3 separate regions of the Zea mays genome follow, and all the other regions are linked to region 2. The links are chromatin contacts, called in public Hi-C maps. All regions are on one chromosome and are shown on one strand. The core of a region is the stretch at or near the end of the contact, and the rest is flanking DNA. Distances in the headings are between cores, read along the strand shown.

The links. Hi-C and Micro-C count contacts between places; a contact is called where the count stands out from the background.
Region 1: a contact with region 2 is called in a Hi-C map of tassel, with 4 times the contacts expected there. The contact joins the enhancer-like site here to the promoter of LOC100191915 in region 2. A contact is called at or near these places in 5 of 25 Hi-C or Micro-C datasets (ear, endosperm, leaf and 1 more).
Region 3: a Hi-C map of ear shows a contact between it and region 2, with 3 times the contacts expected there. The contact joins the promoter of LOC100281276 here to the promoter of LOC100191915 in region 2. A contact is called at or near these places in 6 of 25 Hi-C or Micro-C datasets (ear, leaf, leaf mesophyll and 1 more).

The regions. Positions count from the first base shown.
Region 1 is chr2:170,605,837-170,609,790 of Zm-B73-REFERENCE-NAM-5.0, reverse strand. It overlaps LOC100384390, which reads right to left. Exons shown (of 36, transcript NM_001349059.1): 33 at 3,872-3,926; 34 at 3,685-3,779; 35 at 3,532-3,592; 36 at 2,525-3,351. The coding sequence ends at 2,981. Among protein-coding and RNA genes, the nearest start is that of LOC109944040, 46 kb to the right of the region's middle. Within about 2 kb of position 2,055, at least 14 of the 20 cell types and tissues checked have an H3K27ac peak or open chromatin away from gene starts, as enhancers often do. A contact at or near this core is called in ear, endosperm and tassel, where this site is marked.
Region 2 is chr2:170,819,291-170,822,873 of Zm-B73-REFERENCE-NAM-5.0, reverse strand. LOC100191915 reads right to left here and starts at 1,701. Exons shown (of 5, transcript NM_001371775.1): 1 at 404-1,701; 2 at 237-313. The coding sequence starts at 1,576.
Region 3 is chr2:170,664,805-170,668,641 of Zm-B73-REFERENCE-NAM-5.0, reverse strand. It overlaps LOC100281276 (ATP-dependent protease Clp ATPase subunit), which reads left to right and starts at 1,399. Exons shown (of 4, transcript NM_001154195.2): 1 at 1,399-2,053; 2 at 2,303-2,455; 3 at 2,604-2,809; 4 at 3,453-3,837. The coding sequence starts at 1,652. The coding sequence ends at 3,660.

The DNA of each region.
Region 1 (3,954 bases), core at 806-3,305, 210 kb after region 2:
GATCTGCTAAAGAAACATTATATAATAGCACTCTTTGATGAGAGATATGAGCAAGAGGCTTCAAAAAACGTGTTTTTAGAATTATATGAAGCCACTAAACAAACGAAAAATCCATGGGTATTTGAACCTGTGTACCCGGGAAAAAGCAGAATATTTGATGGAAGAATAGGAGATCCCTTTGAACAACCTGTTCTAATAGGGAAGTCCTATATCTTAAAATTATTTCATCAAGTTGATGAGAAAATTCATTGTTTTGCATAGTCATGAGAGCACCAAGCTTTGTTCTTATATCTGTCCAAAGTAAAAGAGATGTACCCATCTCATAAATGCACTCTAAAAAGGTTGTTGGGCAATAGATATATTAGCTTATCACAAGATCATTGTTGTTGTCTACTTGTGTGGATTCCAAGCTATAAATATTCCCTGGTAGGTTTCATAATGTCAACCCACTGTAGATTCAACTTGTAGTTGACACACATTTTAGTCTTTCCATATTGAATGTGATAATATCTGAGATGCTTGAGCCCCTGGGCCAAATTTAAGTAGTTGCAATAGCTTTGTAGCTAGAAGAATTCTTCGGATGCACATAGATCAGACTTACTGACTTGTGATCCCATTTATGACGTCACACTTTCCTTAAGAGCTAGCATATTTAATGGTTACCCATTTTCAATAACAAACTCGAAGAAAGGTGCTTTTCGAATCTTCGACATAGAGCCTTCCTAATTGTGTTTCACATTTTGAGCTTGTTATAGAAAACAAACTAATCGTATGAGTGGCTATGTTTGGGGAGAAGGTCTCTTGCCAAAGTCCATGTTAACAAAAACCATTGTTTAAATCGACTTTCAAAACTCAAGCATATGGTAAGAGCTTTGAGGCAAACGAAGCTAGAAGACATCATTGAAGGAAATGTGTTTCAAGAACATGTGAAGCTGCCCTAAAAAAAGTAAATAGAATAAGGAGGTTAGAAAGAAGAGAAAGCATATACAAAATGCCTCTGTTGTAAAAAGATATAATTGTATCTCTCGTCTCGAAGACCCATTGTGTAGTATAAAGGACATTCTCGTAACTTCACGCAAAAATGTATACTGGTCTAACCCTATAAATAGGGAAACAATACCACTAGTAGATTTGGCATTTGTAATCTAGCGCATGTAGCAGCTTCTCCCGATAGAGCATACAAAGGTACATCGGTGGGGTTTGTATTTATACTAATGTGTATGATGTTGAATATTTTCACTGCCATGTATAAAAGGATGTGTGATATGCATGTATCTGCTAAGTAAAAAATCTTGCTTCGGGTAATAAGAAATAACTTTACACTTGGGCTCATCAACGACCCACCATGCTAACGCTTCGTTGTAAAGCTTCATTTATTTTTATGTGCTCCCAATGAACCATTCAAAGAGGAGAATGATATATAACTTTGACATTTTGCCCTATTAGGTTTCTTTCAAGAATCTCGATAGGTCCCCAACAATTAAATCACCCACACTCCTGAAACAAAAAAAACTGACGACATTTTTTAAAATTTTGTTGTCTTTTTCTCACTCTGCGGTAAAGATAGATTAACAAAGCTCATACGTCGACCACCAGTAATGCACAATTGCGGCAGCTAGTCAGCTAGAGATTAAATAATTAGCTATGCAACATCTTCACATGCATAGGCTAGGAATAAACGATAAACAATTGCGGCAGCAAATGAAAAGGCCAAGACAGGTCACCAGGTTGAATCCGGCACCGCTAACAGATCACAATTTTGAGATCCGAGTTGAGGAAGGGAGATGAAAACAAAAGGAAAAAATTTAGGTGATCATACTCAAACTAGTGACATGGCAAGTTCAACATATTTAGAAAAGTAATATATTGAGAACTCTTTGAGGAGATGCTTTTTTCTTCTTTTATTATTTAAAGACTTAGGTAGTACAATTATACATAACTAAGGTACTGTAAAGGACCTTAAGCCGCCACCATTATGCCTGCAAGAGCATGGCCCTCTCCCCGTGCCACATACACCCCAACACCTAGCTAGGAAAATAGGATATAGAGAATGGATGAGACAAAAGAGATAGGCCTCGTACCTAGATCTGGCCCCTTCTACCGGCTCTGGCACGGGTTTGGGTTGGAATCATTCCAAGCAAAGACAATCAGCTCATCGTGGGGTTCGAACCCCGGCATGGGTCTCAATCCACAGGAGGCGAGGTTTCAGACTCGATCCACATCGTTCCAAACCGGGTGTTCAATGGCTGAACCAACATGAGCTCACCATTACATTAGATGGCTGGAACTGTGTTCCATGAAAGGACATTGTTGATATTGTGTTTAGTCTCATATGTAGTGCAAACCAAACATAAAACTATATGTACCCATCGTCCAATACACACAACCAACGAAGAAATAATACAACAGTATCATGCGGCCTAACCAAAAAACCAATTGTGCAATAGCCTATCCCGCGTTGCCCCTAATACGATGCAAATGCAAATCTTGTACGAGCACCCAATGTCAGGACATTTACCACAACTAGGACTGTGACCACTCACTACTGCTTGTAGAATAAATAAACTAAATCAGGCCAACAAAACTCAAGTATCTGCAGCAATTGAGCTAAAACAGTTGTCTAAACCAAGGGTTTGGTTGTCCCGTACTCCAATGTACAGACCTAAAATTACATGCCAAGAATTAACGACAGGGTTCTAACAAAATTGATGTCCTATATCTATGGCGAAATGTCAAACAACATGCTTCTAACAAAACAGATGTCCTATACCTGTTGGCAAAATGGCAAACAACAGGCTTCTACCAAAATAGATGTCCACCCCTCACCGCACGTGCTGCTAGAACCACAAATTTTACAGCATTCTCACAGCAAGGGCATACTCGTGCAAGAACTACAACTGTGGTTCTAAACCAACTGCGGACCTAAATCAGGAACGTTACAACAGACCAACCAGTCCACACTACACGCTGCCACGCATGCTCAGTAGGTGTTCTGCGGGTTGAATCGCCTCCTGGCATCACGCTTATAGTACGGTGTGTCATCAATGGTCCTCCTCACGTACTCCATGAAAGGCTGGGGTGTACGAGGAGAGAACTGACCATTAGCCGGGGATGCAGGATCAGCCATGGCTGCGGGATCGGCTGCTGGTGCTCGTGCTGGTGTGGATGCTGTCATGCTCCCTGATGGTGCCTGTCTGATAGGTCTCTGCAGCAACTTAATGAAAAGTGCAACAGTGACTATTGTCACAATGATGCATGTGAGCATAACAGCAGTTGTGGTTAGGCCCCATGATGATGGTGACTCTGCCTCCTCTCCTGTATCGTAGCTGACTTCAACTTCTTCAGTTTGACCTGTGCATGGGTAATACGCAAATAGTAACTTCCACAGTATTGCAATTACCTCTGGGATATTAAACGAATTATATACTGCATATGATGAATGATTTGGATTTTGATGAACCAAACAAGAGATATTAACTGTAGGTGATCAGCTTACTACAAGTATTAAACAAAGCAGATTAAATAGCATACCAGTGGCAGGAAGAACGATAGTAACCTTGTCAGAGAACGATAGCCTTTTTAGCGCTTCAACCTACAAAAGTAAAGTCCCAGGTTGCCAGCATTAAATATTGATAAAAAAGAAATGAAACCAAAGAAAATGCTGCATTGTCAGTTGTGACTCACCCGGTAAACAACTCGACTAAGAACACCATTGTTCTCATTTGTGTCAACACGACTGACTCTGAGTAAATCTTTAGCATTCCAGAACAACTCAATATCTAGAACAGCATAAACAATAACTTGACTATCAGTTAAAGCACAAGCCTAATACAAGGGTCCAAGTTCACACAAACAATTATCTTTCTCATACCAGTATTTCCATCGATAGTAATGACACTATGATTGCAACTTGGAGTCAGATTTAACTGCATGAGTAGACACTTTGTAGTTAGA
Region 2 (3,583 bases), core at 452-2,951:
AAGCTCAATACAAATGTCCTAGAAAACCATATGATCAGTTTACACAACCTAGATAAACACGCTTCCAAGTTCATTAAGTGATTATATGTTCAACAGGCAGAGAAAACAAGACCTTGAAACAGGGGATTTCTCTAACCCCTACAACTAGGTCTGATCTGAAGAAACTTGGTTATGCAAGATATGAACATCACATTTCACAAATCATAGAATCAAAACTCATCTGTCACAGTAAGTACCTTAGTGCTTCGACAAGATGTTGGAGCTCAATAATTTTGACCTGAGACTCCTTCATGGTATTCTCAAGAGCCCCTGCCTGTAATGTTGATTGCACAACAAACAACTCAGGCACTATACAGGTTCAGGAACTGTCAATTCCATGTATGGTAACATCAATTGAACTTACCAGGGTATAAACCTCGTCCTTCTCCACACTCCCTAGCATGTGCTCCTTTCGCTCGTTAAGTCCAATCTCAATGCCAGCTTCTCTCAGACCATCCTCTGCAACCTTTAACACCTCACTTGTGGTGGCCTGCAGTGCGTTCCGGAGCAGTACACTAATGTGCTCCTTCTCTTTAATCAGTCCATCCACCATGTTCTCCAAACGTCTAAGCTTGCTCTCCTTGTCATCGATACAAGCCCCAACCTTCTCCAGAGCTATTGCCGCAAGCTCATAGGCCAATTTCGTCCCTTCCAGAGACACCTTGAGGCTCTCCTCGACGTCAGTCTCCTTCCAGACAAAAACCGAGTCCGATAGGGCACTGACAGCTTCGGCATCGACCAGCTTGACCACCTCCCGCATCTCGTGATACAGCTTCGAGGTGCACCCGATCTGTTCCGCGAGCACGGGCCTCTGCGCGGCGAGCTTCCCCTCGAGAGAGGTGATTTTATCACGGAGCTCGGAGATCTCGGCTTCACGCTGGGAGAGGGACTTGGAGAGGGATTCGCCCTCGGCAGACCTGGATGCGAGCGATGCCTCAAGCTCAGAGACCTCGATGGCGATCTGGTAGTTGCGGTGTTCCATCTGCTCCCGCGCGCGATCGCGGTCGCGGTTAGCGGCGTCGATCTGGGCGAGGAGTTCGTCGACGATATCGTTGGCGCGCTTGAGAACGCCGTACGCGAGGGCCGGGAGGCCGGAGGAGTACTTCTGGGAGGTCGGGAGCGGTGCGGGGGGCGAGGAAGGGGAGGCCTTGGCGGAGATCCTCTCGAAGCCAGAGGAGAGCATGGAGGAGGCGGTGGCGGCCTCGGCCTGGAGCGCGGCGAGGGACCGCGCGGAGGCCGCGGCTTGGGCGGTGAGGTCGTCGCGCTTGCGGAGCGCTTCCTGCGCGAAGGCCTTGAAGCGGGCGACGCGGGGCTCGGCCTCTGCGAGGGAGGCCTCGGCTGCGCGGCGGAGGCGGCGCTCCTCCTCGAGCTCCGCGGCCAGGTCCAGCAGCCGCTGCTGCTGCGCCTGGGCATCGGACTGTGATTGGGGTTGAGCTTGTGGAAGGGATTTGTGGGAAGAGGCGGAAGAGGTGGAGGGGGGCGGGAGTGGGTCCTCGTCGACGTCGGAGAGGACAGCGTCGTCGTCGACGTCGGCCATGGCGTCGGAATTGGCCGGCTTTGGGCTTTGGCGGTGCTTCCGGTGATGGGGTGGGTGTCTGTCCTGTCGTCGCGTGGACGGGAGGGTACCGTATCCCTTGCTGCGTCGCCGGCTCCGCGAGCTTGGCACCACGGGGTGGGAACTGGGAAGCAAACGGGACCGAGCCGGCCCGGACCGGGCCCTTATAGATATATATATTTTTTTATTTTATCCGCGCACAAGATGCATGCGTTGATGTGGGTGGGAACTGTCCCCTTGTGATTGGGTGATTGGGTTGATTGGGTCGTATTGTGAGGCGTTGACTTTATCTAAATTTATGTTTAACTAGGTTAGTGCCCGTGCGTTGCAACGAGAACATATAATATCATGATAACTTATATATAAATGTGTTATATTGTTATGAGAAAAGATTTTATAATCTATTGGTGATCCTAGCTATACATATAAATTTTGTTATCTCTGGACCATTGATTAGAAAGAAAAAGGCTCCAGTCTCGTTTGCAACAGCACGAGCAATAAGAGTCTTTCCAGAACCAGGTGGCCCATATAGCAATATGCCCTTTGGTGGCTTCACACCAATAGATTTGAAAAGCTGAGGATGACGTAGTGGAAGCTCAACAAGCTCTCTGATTTGGGTCATTTGCTTTCTAACTCCACCAACATCATAATAACCAACTTCATCAAGACGCTCCTCATCCTCTCTCTTAATAGGCTCCCCATCACAAAATATTTCAGTATCTGGGGCAACGATACAATATTCATAAGGGTCAGTCTCTATCACTTTGAATTCCACGCTTCTCATTCCACCCATGACAAGGAAAAGGTCTCCTTTCCTCACGGGCCTGTATGCTTCTAGGAAGTATGTTGCACAGTTCCATAAGGGGTGTTATTATGACAAAACAGCTGCAAGGTCTACATGAAATGGCAGAAACAATATACAAGCATATTAATTAGGTAGTATAAATGGCAGACTCCTCCTTGATCAGAACTCAGTAAACCATTGACAACAAAAGAAAAGGGAGCTACTTCAGTTGAAGTAACATGAGAAATAAGCGCCATGGAGCCATGCTGATGCCCAAAAAAACCTAGATCAACTAAGAAATTCACAAGATCAGAAACTTACGTTTCAAGAAGGCATCAAATAGGTTCCCTGTAATGCCTTGAACTGTACCATCAATTGGAAGAATGTGCACACGCTTCCCATATTTCACATCCTGGCACTGGTGGACAAACAGTAGCCATAAAGAGACTTTAAAAAAGATAGGCCAACCCATATCCAATTGACCAGTCCCTTGAACACACTTGAGTTACAAGTACAGCCATCAAATCCAAATTATCACGATAGGGATCACAAAAAAGAATTTTGTATGCAGCACATCATCTTCATCTAGCAGAACAATGAAGACAAATTTGAATAATACTAAATAGTGTTGCTTCCCTGTTCTAACTATGAACAATGAGTTAATCATGCATTACTAAATAGTGTTGATTCTCTGTTCTAACTATGAACAATGAATTAATTCATACAAAAAAATGGTTGCATTTAAATATAGAACAAATGTATGAGGAGATTTGAACACAACAAACCAAGTGTCGGCGTTTCGAGACAGGGGGGTCCCTAAGCCGACGAGTGAGTGTGCTGCGTGCCCCAGCCCAGATGGGTCGAGCGCGTGGGCGAGCGCGGAGGGGGGAGAGGCGAGGCGGCCGGAGCCGAGCGTGAGAGAGGTGGAAGTCCCGCGGCCTTCGTGTTCGTCCCGCGCCCAGGTCGGGTGCGCTTGCAGTAGGGGGGTTACAAGCGTCCACGCGGGTGAGGGAAGCGAGCGGCCCCAAGAGAGCGCCTGTCCCGTCCTCGGTCCCGCGCGGCCAACCTTCTCTGAGAAGGCCCTGGTCCTTCCTTTTATAGTCGTAAGGAGAGGACCTAGGTGTACAATGGGGATGTAGCAGAGTGCTACGTGTCTAGCGGAGGGAAAGCTAGTGCCCTAGGTACATGCCGATGTGGCAGCCGGA
Region 3 (3,837 bases), core at 150-2,649, 150 kb after region 2:
GGGCTACGGGTTCGAGTATATGGCGCATGGAGCATGTGGGTCTGGAGTGGTCACATGGCATGTCATATGACGACACTAGACATACAGACGTGGCCAAGAGGAGATGTTCCTAGCTTGGGGTTGACCGACGTGGACATCAGTTTTCTAAGGGGGTGGATTATGATATCCTGACCCAAGGCTTAATAGAATTAATAGAGTACTCATATCAACAAGGTGCATCTTCTTTTTCGGAAGCCTGTTTCGAAAGAACCTTCAGGTTAAGCGTGTTTGGCTTGGAGCAATTTCAGGATGGGTGACCGACCAGGAAGTTTTCTTGGGTGCGCATGAGTGAGGACAAGGTGCACACAAAAGACTCGTGTTGGTCTATGGGGACAGTCTATGATCCTAGAGGACTGCGAGGAGTAAGTACCGTTGGTCCGGGAGTGGACGGGGTGTTATAGTGAGCTGCTCGACGCACAAATGATTTGTGGTGACCAAAGCACACATTGCACATGTCGACGCCAGGACTTAGTGGGGACGACAGTGTTAGGGGGTGGGCGAGGAGGGTGGGGCAGTTACGTGGGGAGGGAAGCTTACCACAACCAAATGAGGAATTGACGATAATAGATCAATGGAGGGGAGGAGCCAACAACTTTGGACCGGAGCTATCGCATAGAGCCCTTCGCTGTCGTCGACCATCGCACACTGGTAGGTGGGTTGGGTCCATTGGCAGAAGGCAACTGTTACTCCACTCCGACTTCTCCCCTTTGCGACTTCGCATCCGTACGCTGCTAGAGAAGACCACGGATACGCGTGCAATGAAGGCTACACCAGGATACGAAAATGCTCAATATCTATATCTGCATTCAGTAACTACTGGACACAACCTAAAGCACAACAACTAATAGACTGCATGAGTAAGATGTTCCACTTGAAAAAAATGTGTCCCAAATTATTTGGTGCCAGTTTTGACAACCTTTCGATATGTATGTACATGTAACATAGATTGATCAATACTACTTTCTAGGTCTACATGAATTAGTTGTTTTGTGTTTGTTCTAAGTCAGACTATTTAAGTTTTGACAACAATATATATAAATTTAAATTATTTTAAACTAAAAGAATTATATATTACTATGGCTAAAGTCATGATGAATTCAATGACTTTATTTTTATATTGTAAAATGTTATGATAATCGGTCAAAATTGATAGACAAAACCAAAACGACTAAATCACGTGTGGACGGAGGACTATTAGTTCAATTATTTCATTACGTAAACTATTTGCATTGTCAGGTGATTCAGTAACGGTTCACTTAAAGCTCTCCACGTGTCGTAATCGGAGCAGTTGGCTTTGCTAGTGCTGATTGATATGCCACGGCGTTTGCCATTGCCAATGCTTTTAGCTGGACTGAAGGAGGAAGAGGACGTCCGCCTTGCAGCAGCGACCAGTGGTCGGAGACGGCCACACCCGCCACCAATCCTCCTGCTGCAATACGTGCCATTTCTTTCTTCGCTTGTCTCCCGCGAAAAAATATCTACAGCGGCTGGACCTACATGTCACAGACTCTAATGCAGTGCGGGAGGCTACATATAATTAGCTGATGCAGAAAATAAGAGGAGATTGTTCATCGAGCTGTCTTGTCCCCCTCTTGGCCTCTTCTTTCCGGCGATGGGCGCCGGCGTCCTCCTCGGCGACGCCGCCGGCCTGGGGGCCCACCTCGCCGTACGCCGCCGGAGGACGCGCCTCTACCTTCGCAACTGGGCCTCCAAGCCCCTGCGCCCCTCGGTCTGGCTCGGCGTGGCCGCCTGTGTTTCACAGAATCGCGACCGCCGTGGCCACGTGACCAGGTTCTCCGCCTCCGCCTCGAGCGGCAGTGACGAGCCCGGGGAGCTGTCCGAGGATGAGGCGCAGAGGGAGTGGGAAGCGGAGCTGAATCGCCGACTGAAGGAGGCCGAGGAGATGGAGGAGTTGGAGCGCACCGCCGAGCAGCTGCAAAGCCAGGCCGCCGCCGAGGCCCCCGAGGAGTCGGAGGAGGAGAAGCGCGAGCGTGTCCGCCGCGAGCTCCAGAAGGTCCTACTCCTACCCTTAACCTTTAGTAACCAGAGCTCGCCTTCCTTCACACACTCACTAGTCATTCACTTCACACGCCAATTCTTCCTCACCAAACACAAATACCACTACTACACACTCCTCCTCCTTCAAGTTCCACATGTTCTCTACCATTTGTGACGCACATGCACCTGGTTCTAGTTTTAGCGCTGTTTGCAGGAGGGTGAGGGTAGAGTGAGACAAAATCATTTTGTTGCGCGAGCTTTGCAGGTAGCGAAGGAGCAAGCGGAGAGGAGGGAGACGGCGAAGCAAATGTTTGAGTTGGGTCAAAAGGCGTACGGGAAAGGAATGTATGGACGATCAATTGAATTCTTGGAGGCTGCGCTCACTATCATACGTCCCTCCTCTCTACTCGGTGGCGAGGTAGTATCTCTGCAGTTGAGATTTCAGTAGTTTTCATGCCAAATAATGTCTTTTGAGTGAGTTGAATTCTGTAGGTATCTTTGTGATGTAGTCTATGGCTAAAATCCTGTAGACATCTTTGTGATATATAGCGTGTATCTTCTTCTAGATCCAAATTTGGCTTGCAATGGCATATGAAGCCAATAGGAGGCACAAGGATTGCATTGCATTGTACAAAGAGTTGGAGAGTAGCCACCCCATGATCAACATCAGGCGCCAGGCAGCTGAGCTTAGATACATTTTAGAGGCACCCAAGTTGAAGATATCAAATGACGAGGTGGTCACAATACCACAAATTGGGAGCAGCTGGGATTGGTTAGTTATCTATTCGAGACTCTGCTAATTCCCTTCCCTGTCTCTATGCCATTTGGCTCTGGAATTTACTTTCTGTGCGCGTGAGCATAAATTAGTTGGTGCCTTATGCCATATGGCTCTGGAATTTATTTTCTGTATATTTTTGCCTGTATGGCGCTTGTGATCTGCTTGAAATCTCACTCGTATGGTGTTTATTCCTATATCATTCTCTTTTTGACTGAAGCTGAATGGTGAACCCTTCAGCTTGTAAAAATCTCTAGTTTTTTCATTGTTTCTTTACACATCTTTCCATAGAGAAGATACAACTACCTGATTATCTTTGTTGACATCACCCTTTAGCAACTATATATAAATCCTAGAACCTATGACCTGTTCTTACCCCCTGATTTAGCTACTGTGCATAATTCTTTAGCTGTCATACATCATTCTTTAGCTACTATACATCGTTTTAAATGCTTAAACTGGAGTGGAGATAGTTACCATCATTCTAAACAGCTGCAAAGCATGCCCTTCGATGGAACCCTTTTCATTTTTTTGATTGATGCTGCTTTCCTATCCCCGTGATTTCATTTCAAGCAATGTAGAGATATTCACAATCTCATTAATATCTTACCTATATCATGATACTTGTTATGTGAATCAGGTATGCTGGAACATGGAGTGACAAAATCAAGGAACAAGAGGACAAGAAAAGGAAGATGAGTGCTGCTAGCAACCAAGTTCAACCTTCTCCAAACATCTTTGGAGACCTCTCTTTCTTGCGACCGCCAAATGAATGGAAGAAGAGTGCATGGGTGGTTGTTACCTTGTGGATCCTTTTGATAGGAACAGCAATCTATCTGCAATCATGAATGGCTCCTGCAGCTCTGAAACAAGCCATTCACATCTCTGCGAGGCACTGGTCCATGGTTCAACAGAACCCAGAGATGTCGCTAATATGGCCGTGTCTCAGACTGTTGCATTTGTTGTTTTTTTTTGCTGCAGTGTAAATACTAACTACTGTAACTAGCAATACAAGCAGATGCCAT